5 separate regions of the Mus musculus genome follow, and regions 1, 3, 4 and 5 are each linked to region 2. A link is a contact called in public HiChIP or PLAC-seq data. All regions are on one chromosome and are shown on one strand. Each heading gives the region's core, a stretch centred on a gene start, on an enhancer-like site or on the middle of the called end of the contact. The rest is flanking DNA. Distances are from core to core; before and after follow the strand shown.

Region 1 (2,700 bases), core at 31-2,530, 790 kb after region 2:
AGAGTTCACTTCCAGCCATATTCTCTAAGGCAACTTGGGTAATTCTGGAGTCTCCTTTCCCCAGCATATGAAGATATGCATGGGTGTACTTAGAGTATTATAGAGCACAATCAGGGAATCTTCTATGAACAAATGGCTAAACAGTGCAGTATGTATTGTAGGACTCTTTCTATATTTTCCCTTCCTTCCTTCCTTCCTTCCTTCCTTCCTTCCTTCCTTCCTTCCTTCCTTCCTACCTTCCTTCCTTCCTTCTTTCCTTTCTTTATTCTTTCTTTCTTTTGCCAAAAATCTAGACACTTTTTCAAAGGAATTTTTCTTAATTGCCTCACCCTCCAAGCAGTAAATAATATTGTGCCTAAACCTAACATCACTTTAATTCATCATTTTCTTTGACTAAGGTATCCAGCTCCTCTACCTTTTGTCCAAGTCTAATAATCTGTGTCTCACACGTTCTCTATGAGTTATTATTATTCGCCTTACTGCATTTTCTTTTCAGGCTCTTTTCCTTGTTTATTTCTAAGCACATATTGAACAAAATTTTTATATCCTATGTTGTCCTCCTTTCCTTCAGGCTTTTGCTATTATTCTCTTGCCCACGAATAATTTTGTTCCTGTCCTCTATCAATTGACATATGTGGCTTACATACTTTGATCTCTTTTATCATGACTCTGGATTTTCTATTCTTTACCTAGGATATCATGTAAATTGCTCTCTTTATAAGATACATACATAGTTGATAGTTTGAGCCAAAGACATTTTATCTTAGTTTTACTTTGTTTTGGGTATTGAGCACCAGAATTCAGAGGGATTGCTTAATTGTGTGCATTTTTAGCCCACAATGTGAGAAGTTAGGCAGGATCCGTTGTATCTGAAGGGTTCAGAACCCAGGTGCAGTGTCCTACTACATTCAGTTCTGGTCTAGTCTGGCAGCAACCTTGTGGGAAGCTGAGCAGAGTAGGTCCTGGGAAGTTGTGTTTCCAAAACAGAGTTGGAGGAGTGGTTCCTGATGGGGAGGGTGGGCCTCCTGCATGATTAGATAAGATTAAGAAAAAGACAAAATAAAAACAAAGAATCAATCAATCAAAAAAATCAATCAATGAATTAAGTAAGTAAGTAAGCAAGCAAGCAAGCAAAAATCCAAACCAACAATATTGCCCTGAAGAACTGGGAAGCTAATTAATTAAAAAGTCCTGAAGGAGGTGTGCTTAGGAGAATGGCAGGAAGCTACTGAGTATTGGGCGGGTCCAGAAGGAGTGGCTCTGAGGAACCAGGAGAAAGTGACAGGAAGTTCCACCATTCCAGCATTCTCGATGTATCTCGGCTGCCTCGTGGCCAGGAAGTCATGGAGGGAAACTAGTGCCTAGTGTTTGCAGAACCTGAAAACTTCTTTAAGCTACACTTGCTGTGCTGGCCTCCTAGGACATTCAGCAGCTGGTCCTGTCACCTTCCAGGTCAGAGGAGCTGTTGGGCTGGGAAACGGGTAGGAGTGGGGCAGGCGTATGGAGCAGGGGTACATTTTCTGTTGCCACTCTTACAATTCTGTTGTGGATATCTTACCATTATCAGGAAGTTTGAGTTCCTGTGAATTGAGTTTATGGTGATGTTTTAATTGATTTTTATGGTTGCCAGAATATTTTTCTAAAACAACCCTGTAGATCCTTGGCCCTCTCTGGACTTTGTATACCAGGAGGGTTGTCTTTGCAAAGGCCTTAATAAAGCTCCTCGAATTCAAATTCATTCATGCTTTCTTTTTTTTTTTTTTTTTTTTGAGATCAGATTTATTTATTATATGTAAGTACACTGTAGCTGTCTTCAGACACACCAGAAGAGGGCATCAGATCTCTTACGGGTGGTTGTGAGCCACCATGTGGTTGCTGGGATTTGAACTTCAGACCTTCTGCTGAGCAGTCGGGTGCTCTTACCCACTGAGGATCTCACCAGCCCTCATTCATGCTTTCTTAACTCCCCTGTTCCTCCATTTGCCATTTCATTTCCCTTTCTCCAGGGAACTGAATAGGCATCTCCAGAGAACTTTGTAGGTTTTTGTCATATGGGGACCAGTGCAGATTTGATCGAATTAGAAAATATTCCTCATAAAGCACCATCATATGGCTGTAAATATTAACATTAATAAGCAAAGTTATAGTCTCCGTTAGCTGAACACAGAGGTATATGCATACTTTGATGTAAATATATCATTGAGAAATGTGTCTATATATGCTTTGATATTAATGTCACACTGTAGTGGCTATTCCTGGTTGTCAACTTGACTATATTTGGAATGAACTACAATCCAGAATTGGAAGGCTCACCAGTGACCCTTATCTGGAGGCTTGGAGATCCTTATCTGGATCTTGTTTTGAAGATCTTGAGCCATAGTGGCTATGGATTCCAGAAGATTGAATCTCCGAGTTTAAGGAACACACCTTTAATCTGGGCTACGCCTTTCATCTGGGATTAAAGGTGTGGTGGAACACACCTTTAATCTGGGCTACACCTTCTGCTGGAGACAATATAAGGACATTGGAAGAAGGGAGTCTAGCTCTTGCTCCTTCACCTGCTTGCTGCGTGAGACTGAGTAACTGCTAGATCCTTGGACTTCCATTCACAGCTGCGACTGAATCATTGTTGGGAATTGGGCTGCCGACTGTAGAGTCATCAATAAATTCCTTTACTATCTAGAGACTATCCATAAGTTC
Region 2 (2,838 bases), core at 292-2,791:
AGGCATGAAAAAGTACCAGAGCTGAGTTCTCAAAAGTTACAAGGAAGTTCAGTTAAAGATTAACAGTTAAAAATCAAGGCTGAATAATACTAGGACAAGGGCCAAAAAGGGTATATCGGTGGTCAAGCGCCTGGGCCCCGGCTCAGGGCCAAGAACCGATGGTACCCACCTGGGCCCCGGCTCAGGGCCAAGAACAGATGGTACCCAGATAAAGCGGAACCAGCAACAGTTTCTGAAAAAGTCCCACCTCAGTTTCAGGTTCCCCAAATGACCAGGAAATACCCCAAGCCTTGATTTAAACTAACCACTCAGCTCGCTTCTCGCTTCTGTACCCACGCTTTTTGCTCCCCAGCCCCAGCCCTATAAAAAGGGTAAAAACCCCACACTCGGCGCGCCAGTCCTCCGATAGACTGAGTCGCCCGGGTACCCGTGTTCCCAATAAAGCCTCTTGCTGATTACATCCGAATCGTGGTCTCGCTGATCCTTGGGAGGGTCTCCTCAGATTGATTGACCACCCACCTCGGGGGTCTTTCAATGCTACAGGCAGTTTTATAGGCAACTGTAGTTTCCTATGAGGCTTTATTAGTTTTCTAAGACATGCAACCTGCAGCACTTCAATAAGATACCTGGTTCTTGTGCTGGTGGTGAGGTTAATATTTGGCTTTTCAGTCTGAGGGAGAAAGCATTCAGAGATACTGGCTGGTTCCAAACTGCACCAGGCTATCAGGTGGGGGGAGGGGAATTGAGGGTGTGTTGGAGGATAGAGGGGCAGGCCAAGAGATAACCAGCAGCCAAGAAAGCACCTATCCAACTATGACTTAATTGATATGTTAACAGGTACCCCAGGTAGCCATTCTTCCTGAATTTCTTTGAATTTTTCCAAGGTTCAGCCCAGCAGGTGATGATTTCAGGAGTAGATATTTTAATAAGTGGAAAATTTACTATGGATTTTTTTTTTCTTTTTTTTCTTTTTTTCTTTTTTTTTTTTTTTTTTTGGTTTTTGGTTTTTTCGAGACAGGGTTTTTCTGTGTAGCCCTGGCTGTCCTGGAACTCACTTTGTAGGCCAGGCTGGCCTCGAACTCAGAAATCTGCCTGCCTCTGCCTCCCAAGTGCTGGGATTAAAGGTGTGCTACCGACAGGCTTTTACTATGGATTAAGACAAAATTAGACAACATCTTTTGAATAATCTTGATCACTTACTTACTGGATTACTGTCTGGATTCTGGGTCAGAATAATTTTCTTCCAGTCTTCCCTCCTCCTCTTCTGTGTTGCTTGGAAAAAGACTCTGTATGTGTATTAACTGTGTGGCTGACTCTCACATCTTTAGGGTAAACTGGAATACTCGGAGAAAAATAGGTATTCTCGTGATATCTTCTCTTTCCTTCATATTGATCCTTTTCTCGGGCATTGACGTCTTTCATTTTTGTTCCATGAACAGTTCCATGTTCATTCTAAACTATATTTTCTCACTTTCAGGTCTCCATATGCTCAGTCAAATCTCCATAACTGTAAATCAACACTAAGAGCACTGGATAGTTAAGGTCAAGGAGACTCTCACAAAGGATCCAGGTATGTTAGAGGTATTGAACAAGGGGTAGAGTGGGGCTCACCTGCCAGTACAAAGAGGACATGAATTTGATTTTGCCAGATTCTATTTCCTTAATGATTCTGGAAAAGAATAATATTAGATGTGATGATATGGATTTACCATGGAAGGCAGTGCTGTCAGCTGTCACTTGATGTCAATATTTAATTAATTTTGATCCTAGGAAATTGCTGCTGCCCATTGAAATCAAAGTTTCTTTTACCCAGATTGAAAGCAGCATCAGTCTATGGGTTTGACAAGGGCAATTTATACATAAAGCAAATATCATCAGTAGATTCCCTCCTAGGGCCTGTGACCTTCCTTACCGGATTTTTAGGCAGATTTTCACTGTAATCTATGGATTTTTTTTTCCTGTGGAGCTTGAAACAGAAAACCTGTTACCCACAGATAGTCAGTCTTGCCAGTATCATAAAAATTTCCATGCCTTGTCTGACAGATTCACATTGCAGCAAGTAGGTTGCAAACCTGAGTATATACATTGATAACTCTGCTTCCTGCCCCAATTTGCCTAGCAGTTTTTGTTACTATGGAAGTTACCACCAGGATGTCTAAGATGTCTGTTGACAGTGTCTGATATGAGGTGGTTTTCTCCAGAAGATCTACTTGCTTTCTGAATCACCTATTCTATCCACTCTAAATGTTTTCCTGTCCTTGACCTGTGTTCTTATTGATATTCTGTGTTGCATTAATCCCCATTAGAGTGGAATAATTATTGTTGACCTTCTCTGTACTGGTTGCTTTAGTTTTGAGTCTGTTTGCCTTATTTCTGAGGTATGTTTCTTCTCTTCTATTCTTGAGAGCTTTCATACTGAGCAGTGTCTACTTTTTACCACAGGGCTGTATAAGTAAGTTTCATTCTCCTACTGTCACTGTAATTTGGGAGGATTCCTGCCTACATCTATTAACCTAGGCCTAGTCATGTAAGCTTCTAGTCTCCATACAGTATTATCTAGGCCTAGTGTGTTTTCAGCCTCTGAAATTTGCTGCTGAATAAGCTCCCCCCCCCTTTCTTTCTTTTTTTCTTTCTTTTTTTTTTTTTTTTTTTTTTTTTTTTTTGGTTTTTCGGGACAGGGTTTCTCAGTGTATCCCTGGCTGTCCTGGAACTCACTCTGTAGACCAGGCTGGCCTCGAACTCAGAAATCCATCTGCCTCTGCCTCCCAAGTGCTGGGATTAAAGGCGTGTGCCACCAAGCCTGGCAAGCTCCCCCTTTCTTATTCCTTCTCAATGCTT
Region 3 (2,700 bases), core at 200-2,699, 960 kb before region 2:
TCTGCTTATATTTTTATTTCATACTTTAAACTTTACTTTATCCTAATTTTGATGTATAGGTTTTCACTGAATATTAAGTTGTGATTTTAATCTCCTTGAGGACAAGTTGTTCTTCATGTACATACAAATTCTCTGCAGAGTCCTGTAAATATATAAACAGATCTTCTCCCAGAAAAACATCAGTCATTTTTATTATCCTGTTAATAGGTCTTTATTTTATTAGGGGCTAGAAAAGTTTAAAAAATTGACTTATTTATTGTTATATAAAGTATTATAAGGAGATCAATAATTATAATTTTACTTTTTTAAAAAGATTTATTTATTTATTATATGTAAGTACACTGTAGCTGTCTTCAGACACTCCAGAAGAGGGCATCAGATCTTGTTACAGATGGTTGTGAGCCACTATGTGGTTGCTGGGATTTGAACTCCAGACCTTCGGAAGAGCAGTCGGGTGCTCTTACCCACTGAGCCATCTCACCAGCCCTACTTTGTAATTTAGATGTCTATATCTTTTAAGGTTTGATGAGCTCATTCTACAATAGCCTGTCCCTGTGAATTATAGGAGATGTCAGTGGAATATGAGAAACTAAGAGTCAAACACCAATTTTAATACGCCTTTTAAGTTTAATATGCCTTTTAAGTATTTTCTGATTTTGAGGCCTTGGCATTATAAACTAATAAAACAAATACTGTATCATATCTTTGAAGGTTTCCCCAGGTTAGGCAAAGGTATAAATAACAATGAGAATTCAGCATATATACATACAGGAATAAAAGCAAACTTTCCCAAAGACAGGACATGTGTAACATTTGTCTGTTTTAAATCCCAGGGATATAGGCTCATCAGGGGTTAAATACCCAAGCTGAGCTAACAGATTTGCAGGAATGCAGGAGCAGTTTTCTGAGTGCAGTGGTGATTTGTAATGTAAGATCTTGCTATGTTATCTTCATAGGAAAAGCAACAAGCTTTTGTTAAGAAATTAAACTAAGCCAGGCATGGTGGCGCACGCCTTTAATCCCAGCACTAGGGAGGCAGAGGCAGGTGGATTTCTGAGTTTGAGGCCAGCCTCGTCTACAGAGTGAGTTCCAGGACAGCCAGGGCTATACAGAGAAACCCTGTCTTGAAACCCCCCCCCCCAAAAAAAAGAAATTAAACTAATCCTTACCTTCATATATCTGATCAGGAAGCACAGAATGACCTTGCACATGTCCAGTAGAGAAAAGATAATTTCTAATCTGAAGTAAGACTTGTAATTCTGAAAGTTGGGGTTCTGAAAATTGTAAAATATCTGTTCCACAGGTTTTAAAAGGGGGCTTGTCCTTCATATTTAAAAGACAATGTATCTCAGATGCCTAGTGTTCAGGAAGTTGTATTGGGAGAGTATTTGAGGTACCTCCTTAAGCTGCAGCTGCTGTGCCTTACTCCCAGAACATTCAGCAGCTTTCACCTTCAAGGTCAGTGGAGCTGTTGGGATGGGAAATGGGCAGGAGCAGAGCAGGGGTGTGGAGCAGGGGTGCAGTTTCTCCTGCCACACTCACAATTCTGTTGTGGGTATCTTACCATTTTTAGGAAGTTTGAGATTCTATGAACCTGGGGGTTTTGGTGATGCTTGAATTAATTGTATACTTGCCAGAATATTTTTCTAAATAACCTCTTCGATCCTTGGCAGCCTCTGTAGTTTGTACACAGGAGTTCTCTTTGATAAAGCCTCAATAAAGCTCCTTGAACTCAAATTCTCCCATGTTTCTTAACTCCCCTGTTTCTCTGTTTGCTACTTCATTTCCCTTTTAACAGGGGACTGAATAGACATTCCAAAAGAGCTTTGTAGATATTAGTTATATGAGGGACCATTGCAGATTTCACCGAATTAGAAAATGTAGGTTATAAAGCACCATCAAATGGCTGTAAATATTAACATTTACTGAGTAAAGTTACAATCTCCATTAATTTTACACTGAGGTATATGCAGGTTTTGATGTAAATACAGCATTCAAAATGTGTCTTCATAGGATTAAGTATTAATGTTACACCTTAGGTTTGAATGAAAAACAAAGACAAGATTGCTGCAAAGTATGGCTGAAGAGAAGATATATTGTTGGTTCTGTTAAACCAGAGAATCGCCAGAGAAAAATGAATTCCACCATGTGGGTAAGCTTTATTAGATATTACATCCTGACTAAGAGATGGACTTGGGTCACATGCTACAGGGGGTTGTATAGGCTATGAGGATTTATCATTTTCCTAAGACTTGCAACCTGCAGCATTCCAAGAAGTTACCTGTTTCTTGGGCTGGTGGTGCTTAGAGGTTATAATATATGCCAGAGGACCAGGCACAAACCTATACAGGCCCTGTGTTTATTGCTTTTTTCTCTGTAAATTCACATGAACCTGGTTCATTTGATTCAGATAGCCTTTTCTCCTTGGGTCCTCTAACACATCTGGCTATTTCATTCTTTCTCACATGCAGTTGCCTGACCTATTTTGGGGTAGGTTTGATTTAAAGGTCTGTGACAAGGACTCTTGTCTTTACTTAACATCTGTGGGTAGGTTTCTGCATCTCTTCCTGTCTGATGCAGGAGGAAGCTTCTTGGATGGTGACAGAATAAGACACTGGTCTTGAGTATAACAGAATATCATTGGGGATCACATCGTTGATATTTTTCCTTGAGTGGTAGTGTTTGTTTTTCCCCTGGGTG
Region 4 (2,716 bases), core at 44-2,543, 930 kb after region 2:
ACAACAGATAACAGAATGGGAAAAGACCTTCACCAACCCTACATATGACAGTGGGCTACTATCCAAAATATATAAAGTACCCGAGAAGTCAGCCACCAACAAACCAAATAATCAATTTTAAAAATGTGATACAGAGCTAAACAGAATTCTCAACAGAGGTACAACAGTGCACCCACGAGGAAGACCCAGCTCTGCTGTGCTCATGCCATTGAGATTACGTCACTTGCAAGCCCCATATGCAGGGACAGCTCTACTGTGCTGTGAGATGCAGGGCCTGCTGTCTCAGCTGCTAGGAAGGTGAGGATCACAATCAGCTCTGCTGCTCTCATGACTCCCTTGAAGCCAACTCATCTGCCCCCAGCTAGTATCAAGGGACAGTCTCCTGCCACCTTCTGATCCACCTTCCCTTTATCTGCCCAGTTATCAGCTCTCCTTTATTTTACAAATTTAGGTGGGGAGCTGGTTTACAAGAAATCACCTGAGTCAGACTCATTCCTTGTTCACAAATCACAGGAGAATGGAATTAACATCAAATATAATTAGCTCTGGGGCTATTCATAACATTTCCTCCTTTCTGTCCAATTAAAAGACTATTTTATCTCAGATATAATTGAACATAACTATTATTATTTTGTAATTTATAAAGTACTAGAGACCTAACACCCAGTCCATCATCTTTGTTAATTAAACAGAACCTCTGTCATGTATCTTTACTTAAAAGACTTATAATTCTACATCTGCATATATCTTGGCTTTATATTGAATGCCATCTTAAAACCATCCTCTCAGAACTGTTCCTCTCAAAGAAAAAAACCTGGGTTGGCTAGGAGACTACGCAGTTTTTCAACCCCATCAGAAATCCAAGAATGACTGATATTAACTGAAAATATAAAGAAAGCCTAACACAGCTTCCAAAACTTAGCCAATTTACAGAGATCACGGATCACTTGGACAGTCCCTTACTTCAACATGTTGGAGCACTGGTATTCAGCTTATTGCCCCGGGGTCATCTGACAGACTTAGAGAAACAGAAATATTTTTTAATATTTTTTATTAGATATTTTCCCCATTTTCATTTCCAATGCTATCTCAAAAGTCCCCCATACCCTCCCCCCGAGAAACAGAAATATTAAGGAGTAGCTTACTAAGGGGACCCACTTAGCCAACTCAGGTAGCTTACTAGAAAGCTCACTTGAGGAGTGGATCTGGATTAAGGGGCCGGAGGCGGGTCCTGGGCACTAACGGTTTCGACCCCGCACCCCGCCCTCCGCGCCGCACCCGAGTGGCCCCCAGTCGAGCGGGCCCCCACTTCTCGGCCCGACCCAGACCCTTCTGCGCCTCCCTTGGCCTTTGTCCGGCTCCAGGAGGCCGGCCCCGCGCCCCCTGGCAGCCGCCGGTGCCCGAGCACGCATCAGCCTCCTGGCTACATACGCGAGCTCGGGGAATCTGTGGCCTCCGTGACCCCTCTCCCCAGCCCGCCTTGTTGTGGAGCCCGGCGGGGCGGCGACTGCCAGGGCCGGGTTTGCGGCGCTCAGGAGAGGCCCCGGCTCCGCCCCGGGCCTGCACAGGGGGAGAGCGGAGCGGTCAGCAGCCGGGTCGGGTCGGGGCCCCTCCCGAGAGGAGAGTGAAGCGGCAGCGGCGGCAGAAAAGATGGAAGAACTGCATAGCCTGGACCCACGAAGGCAGGAATTACTAGAGGCCAGGTTCACTGGAGTTGGTGTAAGTAAGGGACCACTCAACAGTGTGTCTTCCAACCAGAGTTTGTGCAGCGTGGGGTCCTTGAGTGATAAAGAAGTAGAGACTCCTGAGAAAAAGCAGAATGACCTGCGAAATCGGAAAAGGAAAGCTGAGCCATATGACACTAGCAAGGGAAAGGCACTTCTAGGGGGACATAAACTTAGTGATTCCTTTGAGTTTGCTGGGGGAAGCGGGCCAGGAACCAGCCCTGGCAGAAGTGTTCCACCAGATGCATGATCCTCACGGCAACATTCCTTATCCAATCCCTTACCGCTTCGAGTAGAACCGCCTCTGTATGGTTTAGATGGCAGTGCAGCAAAGGAGGCCTCAGAAGAGCAGTCTGCTCTGCCCACCCTCATGTCAGTGATGTTAGCAAAACTGCGACTTGACACAGAGCAGTTGGCACCACAGGGAGCTGGCCTCTGCTTCACTTTCATCTCTGCTCAACAAAACAGTCCTTCTTCTATGGGTTCCAGTGTTTGAAAGTGACCTGTGATTGTGGAAGCTGCAATGAGGATACTGTCTTTTTGTTGTTGTTTTGTTGTTCTTTGTTTGTTTGTTTGGTTTTTTTTTGTTTGTTTGTTTCTTTGGGTTTTTTTTGTTTTTTTGAGACAGGGTTTCTCTGTATAGCCCTGGCTGTCCTGGAATTCACTTTGTAGACCAGGCTGGCCTTGGACTCATAAATTCCCCTGCCTCTGCCTCCCAAGTGCTGGGATTGAAGGCGTGGGCCACCATTCCCAGCGGTGATAATGTCTTTTCTCCATCACATGTTTATTAGTGCGTGAAGTGTTCAGAGGATTGGCACACCATCACAGAGCATAGATTACTATTGCATCCATACACCTTTGACATCTCTGGCCTATGGAGACCCTTTGAGAATGGATCTGGCCTATATGCATCTATGTTTCCCTGCCTTCAGAGGTCTGATTCTTGGGATTTTTGTGACTCACCCAGCACCTTCCATCTGGAAAGCCAGTAA
Region 5 (2,862 bases), core at 17-2,516, 610 kb after region 2:
GGGAAAGACCTTCACCAACCCTACATATGACAGTGGGTTACTATCCAAAATATATAAAGTACTCAAGAAGTCGGCCACCAACAAACCAAATAACCCAATTTTTAAAATGTGATACAGAGCTAAACAGAATTCTCAACAGAGGTACAACAGTGCACCCATGAGGAAGACCCAGCTCTGCTGTGCTCATGCCATTGGGATTACCTCACTTGCAAGCCCCATATGCAGGGACAGCTCTACTGTGCTGTGAGATGCAGGGCCTGCTGTCTCAGCTGCTAGAAAGGTGAGGATCACAATCAGCTCTGCTGCTCTCATGACTCCCTTGAAGCCAACTCATTTGCCCCCAGCTAGTATCAAGGGACAGTCTCCTGCCACCTTCTGATCCACCTTCCCTTTATCTGCTCAGTTATCAGCTCTCCTGTATTTTACAAATTTAGGTGGGGAGCTGGTTTACAAGAAATCACCTGAGTGCAGACTCATTCCTTGTTCACAACCACTCACAGGAGAATGGAATTAACATCAAATATAATTAGCTCTGGGGCTATTCATAACATTTCCTCCTTTCTGTCCAATTAAAAGACTATTTTATCTCAGATATAATTGAACATAACTATTATTATTTTGTAATTTATAAAGTACTAGAGACCTAACACCCAGTCCACCATCTTTGTTAATTAAACAGAACCTCTGTCATGGATCTTTACTTAAAAGACTTATAATTCTACATCTGGATATATCTTGGCTTTATATTGAATGCCATCTTAAAACCATCCTCTCAGAACTGTTCCTCTCAAAGTAAAAAACCTGGGTTGGCTAGTAGACTGCAGTTTTTCAACCCCATCAGAAATCCAAGAATGACTGATATTAACTGAAAATATAAAGAAAGCCTAACACAGCTTCCAAAACTTAGTCAATTTACAGAGATCACGGATCACTTGGACAGTCCCTTACTTCAACATGTTGGAGCATTGGTATTCAGCTTATTGCCCAGAGTCATCTGACAGACTTAGAGAAACAGAAATATTTTTTTAATATTTTTATTAGATATTTTCCCCATTTACATTTCCAATGCTATCTCAAAAGCCCCCTATACCCTCCCCCTGAGAAACAGAAATATTAAGGAGTAGCTTACTAAGGGGACCCACTTAGCCAACTCAGGTAGCTTACTAGAAAGCTCACTTGAGGAACCGATCCTGATTAAGGGGCCGGAGGCGGGTCCTGGGCACTAGCGGTTCCGACCCCGCCCTCCGTGCCGCACCCGAGTGGCCCCCAGCCGAGCGGGCCCCCACTTCTCGGCCCGACCCAGACCCTTCTGCGCCTCCCTTGGCCATTGTCCGGCTCCAGGAGGCCGGCCCCGCGGCCCCCCGGCGGCCTCCGGTGCTCGGGCCCGCGTCAGCCTCCTGGCTCCATACGCGAGCTCGGGGATCTGTGGCCTCCGTAGTCCCCCTCCCCAGCCCGCCCTGTTGTGGAGCCCGGCGGGGCGGCGGCTGCAAGGGGGGGAGGGGCGGGGGAAAGGGGTTGCTGCGCTCAGGAGAGGCCCTGGCTCCGCCCCGGGCCTGCCCAAGGGGAGAGCGGAGCGGTCAGCAGCCGGGTCGGGTCGGGGCCCCGCCCGAGAGGAGAGTGGAGCGGCAGCGGTGGCAGAAATGATGGAAGAACTGCATAGCCTGGACCCACGAAGGCAGGAATTACTAGAGGCCAGGTTCACTGGAGTTGGTGTAAGTAAGGGACCACTCAACAGTGTGTCTTCTAACCAGAGTTTGTGCAGCGTGGGGTCCTTGAGTGATAAAGAAGTAGAGACTCCTGAGAAAAAGCAGAATGACCAGCGAAATCGGAAAAGGAAAGCTGAGCCATATGACACTAGCCAAGGGAAAGGCACTTCTAGGGGGACATAAACTTAGTGATTCCTTTGAGTTTGCTGGGGGAAGCTGGCCAGGAACCAGCCCTGGCAGAAGTGTTCCACCAGATGCATGATCCTCATATCAACATTCCTTATCCAATCCCTTACTGCTTCAAGTAGAACCGCCTCTGTATGGTTTAGATGGCAGTGCAGCAAAGGAGGCCTCAGAAGAGCAGTCTGCTCTGCCCACCCTCATGTCAGTGATGTTAGCAAAACTGCGACTTGACACAGAGCAGTTGGCACCACAGGGAGCTGGCCTCTGCTTCACTTTCATCTCTGCTCAACAAAACAGTCCTTCTTCTATGGGTTCCAGTGTTTGAAAGTGACCTGTGATTGTGGAAGCTGCAATGATGATACTTTCTTTTTGTTGTTTTGTTGTTCTTTTTTTTATTTGTTTGTTTCTTTGGTTTTTTTTTTTTTGTTGTTGTTGTTGTTGTTTTTTTGAGTCAGGGTTTCTCTGTATAGCCCTGGCTGTCCTGGAACTCACTTTGTAGACCAGGCTGGCCTCGGACTCAGAAATTCCCCTGCCTCTGCCTCCCAAGTGCTGGGATTGAAGTCATGGGCCACCATTCCCAGCGGTGATAATGTCTTTTCTCCATCACATGTTTATTAGTGCGTGAAGTGTTCAGAGGATTGGCACACCATCACAGAGCTTAGATTACTATTGCATCCATACACCTTTGACATCTCTGGCCTATGGAGACCCTTTGAGAATGGATCTTGCCTATATGCGTCTATGTTTCCCTGCCTTCAGAGGTATGATTCTTGGGATTTTTGTGAATCACCCAGCACCTTCCATCTGGAAAGCCAGTAGGCACCCTCTCATCTGCATTCTGCCCATTTCTCTCATCTTCTCTTTCCTTGGCTTCATGATATTCACAGGCCATTCAAACTCAGTCATTTTTATCGTGAGGCAAACCATGTTCATAGGTTCATAGACTGGGATTTTTTTTTTTTCCCTAAACTTT

What was found. HiChIP or PLAC-seq counts read pairs in DNA pulled down with a chosen protein or histone mark.
Region 1: an H3K4me3 HiChIP or PLAC-seq map of embryonic stem cells shows a contact between it and region 2, with 11 times the contacts expected there. The contact joins the promoter of Zfp988 here to the promoter of Zfp993 in region 2. A contact is called at or near these places in 2 of 115 datasets of contacts at active chromatin or transcription factors (embryonic stem cells and stem cell-derived neural progenitor cells) and 1 of 9 other capture datasets (adipose tissue).
Region 3: an H3K4me3 HiChIP or PLAC-seq map of embryonic stem cells shows a contact between it and region 2, with 6 times the contacts expected there. The contact joins the enhancer-like site here to the promoter of Zfp993 in region 2. A contact is called at or near these places in 22 of 115 datasets of contacts at active chromatin or transcription factors (the 230-238 cell line, CD4 single positive thymocytes, bone marrow-derived dendritic cells and 6 more).
Region 4: an H3K4me3 HiChIP or PLAC-seq map of embryonic stem cells shows a contact between it and region 2, with 11 times the contacts expected there. The contact joins the promoter of Zfp982 here to the promoter of Zfp993 in region 2. A contact is called at or near these places in 5 of 115 datasets of contacts at active chromatin or transcription factors (PVALB interneurons, bone marrow-derived dendritic cells, embryonic stem cells and 1 more) and 1 of 9 other capture datasets (embryonic stem cells).
Region 5: an H3K4me3 HiChIP or PLAC-seq map of stem cell-derived neural progenitor cells shows a contact between it and region 2, with 5 times the contacts expected there. The contact joins the promoter of Zfp978 here to the promoter of Zfp993 in region 2. A contact is called at or near these places in 2 of 115 datasets of contacts at active chromatin or transcription factors (embryonic stem cells and stem cell-derived neural progenitor cells).

Annotation. Positions count from the first base shown.
Region 1 is chr4:147,304,324-147,307,023 of GRCm38.p6, forward strand. It overlaps Zfp988 (zinc finger protein 988), which reads left to right and starts at 1,281. Exons shown (of 4, transcript NM_001384232.1): 1 at 1,281-1,452. All of the region lies in intron 1 of Zfp978 (zinc finger protein 978), which reads left to right.
Region 2 is chr4:146,511,308-146,514,145 of GRCm38.p6, forward strand. It overlaps Zfp993 (zinc finger protein 845), which reads left to right and starts at 1,542. Exons shown (of 7, transcript XM_030253976.1): 1 at 1,542-1,570. It overlaps Zfp981 (zinc finger protein 981), which reads left to right. Exons shown (of 5, transcript NM_001243138.1): 2 at 1,478-1,570. It also overlaps the pseudogene Vmn2r-ps16.
Region 3 is chr4:145,555,407-145,558,106 of GRCm38.p6, forward strand. No RefSeq gene overlaps it. Among named protein-coding and RNA genes, the nearest start is that of Gm13212, 28 kb to the right of the region's middle. Within about 2 kb of position 1,450, at least 11 of the 459 cell types and tissues checked have an H3K27ac peak or open chromatin away from gene starts, as enhancers often do. A contact at or near this core is called in embryonic stem cells and expanded potential stem cells, where this site is marked.
Region 4 is chr4:147,441,821-147,444,536 of GRCm38.p6, forward strand. Zfp982 (zinc finger protein 982) reads left to right here and starts at 1,294. Exons shown (of 5, transcript NM_001371348.1): 1 at 1,294-1,719. It also overlaps the pseudogene Gm13161 and the pseudogene Vmn2r-ps19.
Region 5 is chr4:147,123,616-147,126,477 of GRCm38.p6, forward strand. Zfp978 (zinc finger protein 978) reads left to right here and starts at 1,267. Exons shown (of 5, transcript NM_001378742.1): 1 at 1,267-1,712. It also overlaps the pseudogene Vmn2r-ps18.